Linked DNA regions of Gasterosteus aculeatus: region 1 is linked to region 2. The links are chromatin contacts, called in public Hi-C maps. All regions are on one chromosome and are shown on one strand. Each heading gives the region's core, a stretch centred on a gene start, on an enhancer-like site or on the middle of the called end of the contact. The rest is flanking DNA. Distances are from core to core; before and after follow the strand shown.

Evidence for each region. Hi-C and Micro-C count contacts between places; a contact is called where the count stands out from the background.
Region 1: a contact with region 2 is called in a Hi-C map of tail fin, with 2.4 times the contacts expected there. The contact joins the promoter of LOC120810003 here to the enhancer-like site in region 2. A contact is called at or near these places in 4 of 6 Hi-C or Micro-C datasets (skeletal muscle, tail fin and whole body).

What each region holds. Positions count from the first base shown.
Region 1 is chr20:3,322,588-3,328,437 of fGasAcu3.hap1.1, reverse strand. It overlaps LOC120810003 (mannosyl-oligosaccharide 1,2-alpha-mannosidase IA), which reads left to right and starts at 4,350. Exons shown (of 12, transcript XM_078094520.1): 1 at 4,350-5,850. The coding sequence starts at 5,526.
Region 2 is chr20:3,248,649-3,254,643 of fGasAcu3.hap1.1, reverse strand. All of the region lies in intron 4 of LOC120810003 (mannosyl-oligosaccharide 1,2-alpha-mannosidase IA), which reads left to right. Among protein-coding and RNA genes, the nearest start is that of ifnlr1, 57 kb to the right of the region's middle. Within about 2 kb of position 2,638, at least 1 of the 9 cell types and tissues checked has open chromatin away from gene starts, as enhancers often do.

The DNA.
Region 1 (5,850 bases), core at 3,101-5,600, 72 kb before region 2:
TTTCTGATGCGCCTTTGAGCAACGATGTGAGAAAAGGGAAAGTGCGCCGTCGACACACGCGCTGCGACCTTTGCCACCAGAGCGACTGGCTCCCAAAGGTCAAACATTAAGGGAGGCGTTGGATTCACGCACCTGGAGGACGCTTTGCTTTGTCTAATGAACCGAATGAGCCGCCTGCCTGTCGGAGTTGTTCACGCCGTCTCTCGGCCGTGATGACCAGAGACGGCGGCTCGGGGGGGGGGCCGGGCCGGGGGAGGGGGCTGTTCATTCCGCTCACAGTGACTGGCGCGCTGCTTTTAACCGGCTCGGCCAAACATCCACATTTCCTCTGTTACATCCTGGCATGGATGTGCCCTATTTACTATCACCACTCGTTTTAATTGTTGGCGTTTGCTGCATTCTATCATTTGCTTGCAGAGCCTCCGGGTGGCCAAGTTCATTTCACATCTGAGGAGTTTAATTTCAGACTCTAATTAGCAGCATTGTCGCTGGCTGCAAATCCTCTTTACATATTTGCATTTGAAGGGCTTAAAACTGAAAACCATCCAGAGGAATTAACCGTAAGTAAACAGTGAAATAAGCTCAACTTCCCGGATCAGCAAGAGAGCAAAGTTAACGATATCCGACTAATAAATCTGTAATGTCACGGATGTGAAACACGCTGGATGTCTGATATCTACACTCACGTTTAAAGATATTTTATATTGTATAGTGGGGAAGTCTCGTCGAAGGTCAGATGAGAAGATCTTCAAAATCATTCCGAAGAGAAGCCGCTTCAAAATCCTCATCGCCCCACAGAGGCCCAACAGCTTCTGATTGTGTACATTGATCATGTTTCACACAATCATCTTTGTTCTGTGTCTCCTCTTGTGAATGAATTACATTTGCTAACACAAATTCATCAGCTGACTGACTTCTTGGCTCCTTTAAAAAAAAAAAAAAAAAAAATCAAACAAACACTCACTAACCTCATGCTGTGTGGATTGGACCTGATGTTCGGCTTCTGTTTTGCTGCAGTCAGACTCCCCCAGGTAGAAGCTGTCTGAGTGTTTTGTGCGAATGACTTAACGGGTGAATTGTGCGCCCGCTGCGATTGGGCCTCGCCGGTGCGATGCGCATGAGGCGCCAGCGGGTGGCGTCGTGCAGCCGCGGACCTCCGCTCGCTCCTCAACGAGGCCTCTCCTCGCCTCCCACCCTCTTTAGGAATGGTTAGTGCTCTGTTTGCTTGTGCTGGGGAGGGAGGGAGAGAGGGAGGGAGGGAGGCTTTCTTTTCCATCCGCTTCACGTGTGTGTTTGCTTTTGCGTTCCCTCTCATTTCACATGTCCCATGTCGTGTTTATGCAATGAGAAGCTCTGAACCACGTGCACCCGCCTTCCTCACCGGGCAACGCGTTGCCGTCTTCGGGTCGCACAACCAGAAATGTTGTGACCCCCCCGGTGACCCGGTGGGCCTCGCGTCCCGTTTCTATTAAAGGAACAGACAAACACGAGCTTATTGTTCGAGAGACGAGGAATCACCAAATGGGTCATTCATTCATATGTCTAGTTTATCTAAAGGTTGGTTTTATTAGAAAAGAAGGATTACCTTAATGTCATTAATCATGGAGGGTTAACGGACAACAGGCTTTTCAATCCACGACATAAACTAAAAGTATACTTCCCTAAAAGATCCGACTACTTTACTGCGATCCAGCATCGGGATTTCAGGCGACCCAGAATTCATAGGGGCCGACGGCTGGACGTTCAATACGCTTGGCCCGGTGTGTCTCACCTCATGCAGGGTCAGCTATTACTGATGTTTATGACGCCGCATCGGGCCCCCTGCCCCGCCCCCCCCCCCCCCCCCCCTCTACGTCTCGTCTGATGTATTGGCGTGAGTGGAGCACAGAGATGGACTCTCCCGTTGGCATCTCGCTTGATGAATAAAACATCAGTGCGGCTCGGGACAGAATTGAATTGGTTATGGATCACAGGACTTTTTACAGGCGGTGATCCATTGCAGAAAATGTTTGGGGAGACACTCGCCCCCCCCCCCTGCGTGACTTCTGCGCGCAACGTGGTCGTTCCTGTGACCGTTTGACGAATCCCAAATTAGCCCGTCGTGCGCGGGTCCTCTGATGTCGCTGCCTTCTCCCCCTGAGAGCGTCCAACCTTCTCCACCCCCCCCCCCCCCCCCCACGCACCACGTTTGGACACAGCAGCTGGTTTCCGTGGTGATGGGAGCCGGTTGTGTGTGTGTGTGTGTGTGTCTCTCTTTGTGAGAGCAGAATGCCTGCGCTTTGGTTTCCTCCGTGCCGGGGACGGCGGTGACACTGTGTCGCCTCGCTCATCCATCCCCGGTGATGAACTGCGGGCCCGTCACCGGCTGGCCGAGCTCAACGACCGGACGCGGCCTCTTTCAGAAATACTGACTTTACATGTCTGTTAAAAAAAAAAAAACAGAGAGCAATTGGTATTTAATTTCGTTGGAATGAGCATAAAAGCATGAATAACTCACAGGGGGGAACTTATTCACGGTGACTCATGGCATGTTTTCAGGAGCTGTGCAATCTAATATTGTGTCAAAGTCGTTAATAAATACATTTGACCCGTATTGTCATGGACGACGTTGGCAGCGCGTCAGAAAGACCTCTTGATGTTCTCTAAACAACCTTCTGGCCTTGTATGGGATCGGATTGCACAAGGTGTTCCTGTTGAAGTGGCCGCTGGGTGTGTGTGTGATACGGTGCCTTTACTCCGAGCCACACAGAGGCCGTTTGTCTGACTACAGGCCGTCCTTTTGTCAGCGACGAAGCCCATGAAATGCTTTATAGATGTACTTACTTTCAAAAGAAAAGCTCTGGGGATCTGGGAATAAAACGGCTAATTCAACAGTTCTTCAACGGTTCTTTCTTCTGTAAATTACAGACATCCAGTCTGACACAATCAGGGTTGCTCGGGGAGACGGCTTCGCGGCGGTCCAACGCGGCGCAAACCGCCTGAAAATCAACACGCCGGGCCCGAAAGCACCTGGCCGAGGGTGAGCGTGAGGAATTTCACTAAAGGGGGGTTAAAAAGTGCTTGATGTATGCCTTAGCAGAAAAAAAAATCGTAGTCAACCTTTTGGGCCTGAATTAAGGTAAAAACACCCAGCTTTTATTTTGAAATGAGTAACAGATCAGGAGACCGAGGAAGGAGGAAGTCATGAGCTTAAGGCTCATCAACAGTTCATTAGACATCACCGACGAGGTCAGTCGATGACACTGAATGCACGGACTGTAAGCGTGTCCTGGGGCCGCCTGGTGGGATTGGGGGGGGTCCTGACTCGTAATTAAAGATCAATATTGAATTGGGTCAGACCTTCATTTTCTAATTCCCGCTTTCAGGCGCATTTGTTGAATAGTGCTGCGCAGGCTCTTCAGTAATGGCCAACCTGCCGGCCCATCCGTCTTATTAAATACTGAGAAAACACCGTGTTTACACTTTAGCTTCTGTTTTGCTTGTGCAAACATAATGCGAAACTTGCCTTTCTAAACTTCCTGGGGGGAGGGGGGCGGTGCATGGAGGACTAATTCAAACAAGGACATGCAGCTGCAATGCACTTGAGTTCTCTGGAAACAACTTCTAAGCTCGCGTCCTAGCTGATTTGTCTCCATGGCAACTGATCTAAGTCCACGCGCTGCAGAAGCCAGTGTGAAAAAGGCTGAAAGCCCCTGGAAAAAGTTAGTAGACGCTGAGATAAGATACTTTTATATACTTGGAATTATTGGTCATTGAGGTGTTTGCTCCCAGATCATGAAGAGTTAAATGTAGTTTATCCGAGGCCCGAGGTCTTTTGGTTGAATTCCACTTGATAGAGACCATCAAGTGATAAATAGTCTGTCGTTACTGCAGGTACAAACCTTGAATCCCCTTGTGGGTTTTTTTTGAAGATCACGACCCAACTGGTATGAAAAATGAATGAAACAATTTCCTTCAACGAACAAAGATGGCGGCCAGATCCTCTGAGTGACACGTGTGTGAAAAGCACAGTTACGTAAATCAATTATCACGTAACTAAGGAGCGAGTCAGGGCAGAATATGTGTATATATTCATTTTGGTGGTGATGATGATGATCATCAACCTGCATCAAATAAACGGAATAATATATTTAATGGAGGATCCTCATCAGGTAGATTGAAAACATTTAAATACAAAATAAAAGCACAAAAGCACCGAGTCGGAGCTCTCAGCTGGCGTGCAAAGGGCCGCACTGTGCGTGTGAGAACCCATCGGATTGACCCCCCCCGTCCTTCTCCTGCCTCCGTGGCTGCACTAACTACATGTTACCCCCCCCCCCCCCCCCCTCGTTTAATCCGCTTGCATCTATTGTTCCGCTTCCTTTACGCAAGCGGACGTCCGCGACACGAGTGCGCACTAACGGGCTCGACGGACCGGCGGCGGGTACCGGGGCGACGACGCGACGGTGTGTCCGTCCCTCTGCTGCTGGAGACCCGGACGGCGGATTTTTTTTTTTTTTTTTTTGTGTGTTTTCTTCCACGCGTCTGGATTCCGGTGCCGGGAGAACTTCGCGCGGGACGCAAGCCGCCTCGTCTCCGTGTCATCCACCGGGTGAACCGTTTCGTCCGGCGTGTCGACGCCAGTCGGGGAGGCTGAACGGAGGGGAGGGGAGGGGAGGGTAGGGGAGGGGGGGAGGAAAACGCAAGCTACTGGAGGAAGATCAGCTGACAGACGAACCGCGACATGAACGCACACGCGTTTCCGTCCAGCTGTACGGGATAGAGGACGGAGGACGCACGCCGTTTAAACGGGCTGCGCGCGGGATGCAGCGGCGCGGGTCTCTTTCCACGCGCACCGGGGACGCGGATGCTCGGCTGCACGCCTGAGCTCTTTATTTTTTATTTCATTATTATTATTTTTTCATCATTGAACGGTCCGGAATAATGCATCCACCCACACAACTTTGTTCACCGACCCGACGGACCGCGAGACCTTCCGGCTCCATCTCGCCGAAGTGATCCGGGGGCGCGCGCGCGTGTGCTGCAGTTCTCCCGTTATTCTTCGATACCCGATCGCTTCCCCGTTGAACGCCGGACCCTGCTGCTCCCACGATTTACACCGATCCCCCCACCCCCACCCCCCCGCCCGAAAACCGATCGGAACGGGCGATCGGGTCCCCCGGGGCCGGATGAGAGCAGCTGTCGCGGTACCGTCCAGTGATCGGTGCACCGTCGGCGCAGGCAGGCCCCAAACCGCCGCGTGTGCAGACACGATCGATAGCGAGATAAGAGCCGCTGTGACTGTTTGTGCAACTCTGGAAGCGCCAACCGGGGTGGGGTGGGGAGGAATGGGGGTGGGGGTGGGGGTGGTGGTGGTGGTGGGGGGGCGTGTGTTTTGAAATCACGCGCATCTCGTTTTTCCGCCGATGCCCCGGCGCGTCGGAGAAGCGGCTCAGTAGGAGCGCTGCGAAACGCCGCGCGCCGCCGGACGAGGGGACGCGCTGAGTGATCCGCTAAAAGCGACGGACGTCTCCAGAGAACTTTCGATGGTTTTCCGAAAGTTGCCCGGTGTGTCGGCATCGGGCATGGGTCTGCGCCTGTCCCAGAAGTTCGTGTTTCTGCTCTTCCTCTCGGGTTTGGTGACGCTGTGTTTCGGGGCCCTTTTCTTTTTGCCGGACTCCGTCCGACTGAAGCGCATTTTTCTCTCCAAGACGGAGACGCAGCCGGTCACCGTGGGCTCCGGCTCCGGCTCCGAGAACGATGCCCTGGACCACTCCAAGCGACCCAAGGTGCCGGAGCGCGCGCGGGCCGTGCCCGCGGCCAGGGGGGAGACCAGCACCAAGCTGAAGAGCCTCAGCCGCAGACCCGCCG
Region 2 (5,995 bases), core at 1,389-3,888:
ATTTCCCAACTGCGAACGACAACGCGCTCTCCTGTGTGTGTGTGTGTGTGTGTTTGCCGCGGCATTTATGTGCACCCAGATGTGTGTGGTGGTGAGACCTTATGGTGTCATCTCCATCCCTTAGCAAGAGCAGAGAACACTGAAGGGAAAAAGGGGGGGGGGGGGGGGGATTCAATCAGCCTAGTGTGAAAATGGCCTGTGGGCCGAGAGAGAGAGAGACGTGTTCATATGCTCATCAGCGAGGTGGGGGAGGTGGGGGAGGACCAGCAAATGTGGGAGTGCATGAGGACGCGACACAGGGAGAGTTGGAGAGTATGAGAGGCGCTATGAGTAGTTTTCCTGGGGGGGCACAAGGGGTTCAAAGAAAACGCATTCGTCTCCTTTTTCGCGGCGCGCTGTTCATCCACAACAGTGTGACCATCTAGAATCAATGTAGGAGTCTCCCGTTAAATGAAAACACATCATTAATTTAAATAAAGACACACAATGATTCCCAATAAGAGGCTCATTGGTTTTGTTTAAAAAAAAAAAAAAAAAGTTCTGTCAAAAAGACAAATTAGGAAAACTTTGTCACAAAGTAGATTTGCATTTATATTATCTTTCCTTATCCAGGCCAATAACTCGAGAAATAACTCTTTGTTAAATGCAAAGCACAATTATGTCATCAGCAGCACGATGCATCAAAAGAGACATTTAACCACGATGAGATGGCGGCTCAGCGAGTCCTGACTAAAAAAAAAAACCCACTTCACTTATAATGGACTTGTCAATAATATTCCACAGGTTTGTTCAGTGACAATCCATCATTCAGGAACATCTCATTATCATTTCTCTGTACTGCGGTCTGATGGAGTTTCCCACCACCGTCTGCGTGTAACAGACGTGCACGTCCACGTTTCATACAAACAGTTAGCGTGCTGCTGCTTTGGGACAGCTGCTGTAAACCAGCTTCATTAACCTGTTCAAGCAAACAGCCTGCAGAGGAGTAGCTTCGGGTTTTCAGTGTGGAAGGGCCTTGAGACTCCCCCCTCCCCGTCATTGGTCCTCCCCCATGTGTGACAGACGGTTTCCCAGGCATGAAAGATGCGCAGAGCGGCAGCGAGAAGCGAAGGCAGAGACGGGCAGAAGCGAAGGAGAAGGCGGAGAGGGAACAGCGTGGCCCGAGACAACGGAGGGAGACGAAAGAGAAACGCAAAGCCGGAGGAGGCGGGAGGGGGGCGGGGCTACGACCGGAGAGATTAAACCGTGACGCTGTTTTTAAGAAAGCGCCGCGTTTTGTTATTCCACGTCATCGGTAGCATGCACATTCTAAACCTTCTCGACCTGCTCGGGGGGGGGAAAGGTCAAAGCCGCAGATCGAGGCGCGCGTGTTTTCTGGGGATTGAAATTCCGCTGCTTGTCCTTCGGGGAGGAAACAAACGGGTCTCTCATCTTGTTACCGGCTTATTTCCATCCGGGGGTCGATCGCGTTTCGTGCTCATGAGCGTTCGCCGCTCACGGATGCTGCTTCCCGGGAACTGGGAGGAAAAAAAAACGACACGTCAGGAGTCTAATTCGGTCTTCTGAGAGCCGCAAAACACTGTGAGGTTCCCGCTTTGTTTGTTTCCCTCCCCTTCATGAAGCTTAATCTTTGTTCACGTCCCGGTGGCGTCGCATAAAACCATCATTTTAAGTGGTGCCTTCGCGAGGCGTAGAGGAGGGGGTTACATGTTTTGCGCCGCTCCATGTTGTTTCCCCTCTAATTCGGGTGACCCAGTTCTGCCCGCCAAATGTGGTTTTTATTTTGGGTCACAACACAGCAGAGCGCTCACACACAGACCATGTTATTATCACACATATCACATTGAGAAAAGTGCAGTTTCTTTATCCTCCCTGTCGCGCCACATTAAGTGCCGAGGCCCATCCAGTTGTCGGGTTAGTTTGCGGAAAGTGCCGCGTCGTATCGCCAGAGGAGCAAAGTTTGTCTCAATGGTTTGAACTTTAATCTGCGGATCAAACGGACGCTTTGATCATCGTAATGCGGCTGATGTCACTGTGCGTCCATCACAACTTGACATCCAGGAATAAAAAGAGACGCCGCTCGTTCCTGCGGGAAAATAATGTCCACGCCGGGATGTGGATTTTACAGGGATTTATTATGACCTTTGATCATGTGCATATTATGACGTGGACAGAAGTCAGCTGACACCAACAAGGAGGTTTTGGTAGGAGACCCAGGAGGGATTTTATCTACACGAGCTGGAAAACAATGGAACTTTTTGTTCCAAATGATTTGAGTGCCGAACCAGTTTTTAACCTTAAATGGTCTTGGTTAAGATTCATGTACTGAAGGTGAAGAAAACCTTTTCAAATGGATAAAATACACCTTAATCGAAAAACCTGGGTCATGTAAAAAGAAACCGAAACATCCCCGGACAGTGCACAACGTCTTACATCTCACTCTGTTTTTTGAATTGATGGTAGTCAATGGCGATTGTGCATCTCGGGCTCAGGGACGTTCTGTGACACCAGAGCCTGGAATGGAAAACTTCCTTTGCTTTAGTCGTGTCATGATGCCCGGCCCCCCGCCACACCTTCTGCTAATGTTCCATCCTAATTTGACCTAATTTCCAGCTGCGCTGAAGCAGCACCGCTCTCCTCCGGCCTGGATATTAACCAACCGTTAGCTGCACCTGCGCCGCCGCGCCACATGTGCTCGGTGCCGTGTCCCGCTGCTTTCACAAACACAATGTGATCTTGCAGAAGCGCCCGGGTGCAATTACATACGTTACATCTGTCATCGGCATGTTGGGATTTTTGCATGTTTGCCCTTTCTCTCTCTAGCTTATTTCTAGCGCGGCCGAGTCGTTACGGCTGCGTGATATGCATGAACAGTGCAACGCGTGCTAGTAGCGTTTCAGTCTGCCGTGCTATGTTGGAGTTCTTTTTTTTTTTTGCAGTTTTCCTAAAACAAACCTTCTTCAAAGTCATTTAAAGTGTTGGATGCACCTTAAGCATCCAATGAAAGCTTGAAGTCATCAGCTGCTTGCAGACAGCGACGGAGAAATGATATCCTCCCTGACCGCGTGTCCCAGTGGAAAGGGCTCTGTTATACTGGAGATAAATTCATGCCAGGTGATTTATTATTTTTCCAGAGGACAGTCAGCTACTATATGGGAAGCCGATTGAATAAATGTGAGCCTCAGTGGTTCAGCGCGTGTTGATATTCATCACAGTGACTCTGCTCTCCTGCCGGTTGAAGGGTACTGGGCCTTTTCTAACTCCCCCATCCCCCATCAAAGCCAGTTACATAAGCTGGGCTGAGAGGCGAAGAAAAATGGAAAAGCAGAGTTGAACTGATGGGAATAGGTTTAAGCCGGTGGAAGGAAAAAATTGAACGAACCTTGCCTCCAGCGCCACCATCAGGTTGAAAGCTGAACGTGTCCAACGCCGCAAAAAAATAGATTTCCCAGTTTGATGAATCTCAGCACGTTCCTGAACATCCCGGATCGGCTGTTTCCTTTTAAAAACTTTCTTTTAAAACCAGTCTTACCTTCTGCATGTGTTAGCTAATTAGGTAATTTGTGGCATTAAACTAAAGGAAAGGCCAATCACACAGAGCAGTTACTGTATTACATCTTTAACAGTGGATCCCGGACCAAAAGGTCAGCACAGATACACGGAGGCGCGAACTCGCTGCCGTGTGCTTGTACCGCCTCGGTGTGCGTGCAGCACCTCCGGCTTCCGGTTGGTTTGCCCTTTAGTGTCCGGAAGAAACGTCCCTTCCCTCAGATCAAAGAGGATGGTCATAACGGCGGGGCCACCGGCCTGCGTGGTACCCGGCTGCAGGCTGAGGCTCCCTACCCCAAAACCCTCGTTCCCGTTTGTGCAGGATGTCAGTTGCCCCGCTCCACTCGTCCGCCCTTACGGTTCCATCACGCAATCAACACCACCAGCAGCTCACACGTCTTGCATTTGAGCGCCCGGCGTGTTTAATACCGTCCTCTCCAGTAACTCAACCACTGAATGAATCTGTGATAAGTAGCAGCCTGGAAGGATTCCTTTGGATTATCACATGATTAAAAAGAACAGTGTTTCTCTGCAGCCAGAAAAAAAAACAAAAAAAACAAGACCTTTACTTTTCTGCATATTGATGCGTCGTTCTCTACATCAGTCTATTAATTCCCCCCCTGGATAAACCCCTCAATTAGCCTTTATTTTTTTAGCAGTACACAACATTCTTGCCGGAGTAATTGGACTCAGCCCGGAGGAGCGTTGGCACAGGACCAAATGAGCCCAACAGAGATTCCAATGGAATGTGTGTGCTTCCCTTTTCTTTTCTTTTTTTCTCCAGTCACGCCAGTCAGTGCGGACCAGGCCAAACAAATCAAATCCCAGGGATCATTAGGGGGGTTCGTAACGATGTCAGCCTGGTGGCATCCAGGCCTTTTCACTCCGGCGTTGCATAGCTCACGGTCCCGAGGACGTATTTCTCAGCTCCGCCGCTCCTCCTCCTCGTCCATCTGCAATTAAGGGAGAGAAAGAGCTTTTTTTTTTTCGAGCCTCCAAGGAAGAACTGAAGGCATTTGAATAAGATCCAAGAATTCTTTATATTCGTTGGAATGACGGCAAACACAAAGAAACGAAGAGAAAAGAAGAGTTTTCGGGGCTAGAAAGTTCTACTGTTGTCTTACTTATTCCTTTTGTGTTTTTCCAAACTCAAATACACAACAATGTAGTGAAAAAAGGCCCCACTATTGCCTCAGTACACGTTGCAGCATCAGTTTCGGGGTCAACAAGCTGGCTTTTATCAATGGCAGTATCGATCCTGGTGACATTGGCTCCAATCAATGGCTTCCTTGTGTGTGGTGGGACTGGTGGTTGATTTGTTGCTGGAGAGGTCAAAAGACTTTGTGACTTACACAGATTGTGTTGTTTTGGGTATTTATTGTCAAAGCAGACCTGATACATTTTATTCCTTCCCCATTCGGATTCTGATACTTGAGCGGCAGAAGTGTGTTAAAAACATAACATGTATTATTATTTCATAGCCGTATTAATGTCATATTGATCGTTGCGTGGTCTGGCTCAGGTTAAACCCTTTTGTGAAGCACGAACAAACACAGAGAATGAATATAGAACTTCTTTTATCATCTGGATTTACAGCTTTTCCCGCGGAAACGCGTGTCTGCTTCCGTTTTAGCCTCTCTGGCTCACTTAACAGGAGAAAGCCTCACGCGTCAGCTTCTATCGTGTATTTCAGATGCGATGCCCCCTTTTCTCTCTCTGATAATGACGGAAGTAGCTGATGAACGAGCCGACTTGCTTCTTTGTCAGAGGGTTGCACCTGCGCAGCGACGATCCAGCAGAGTGAAAACTGACAGATGAGATCAGATTGGTGCATTGTTGTGATTACAGCATTTAGGCTGTATTGGCAGCATTAATGCATTGTATGTATATATATTTATATTTTTTAGTTCAGAGTGAGGTGATGATCTGCTCGGAAGCCAACCACCACCACGACGGCCTTTTGAGCTCAGACAACGTAACATTACGGCTTTTTATTCTAAACAAGACCCCATGGAATGTGTGTGTGTGTGTGTGTGTGTGTGCACGTATTGTCAGTATGCAAAACAATAACTGGTCACCAAATATCGAAGCAGCAGCACATTGAACGCGGTTTTGATTGATTATGGATTTTTCGGTCAAGAGGGACGACGTGAGCTGCGATATTGCGGCGACAGCTGCGGCGCGTCAACAACATGAAAAATGCTCCGATTCAGTCTGGAAGACTAATTCTGTCTTATTGAATTCCGTCTGGGCTGAATAATGTCTCCGCGCCGTCCCGGCGCAGCGATACGGCACGAACTGCCGCGGCTTTTCAATTCCAGATGTAATTGAGTGTGTGTTTTTCATGAAGCCGCAGTGGCCATTAATTAAACGCATGAAAAGCAGCGCGTTAATTGTGGGACAGGTTAGAAAGCCAATCAATTAGATGACAAATAACGGACCAAAT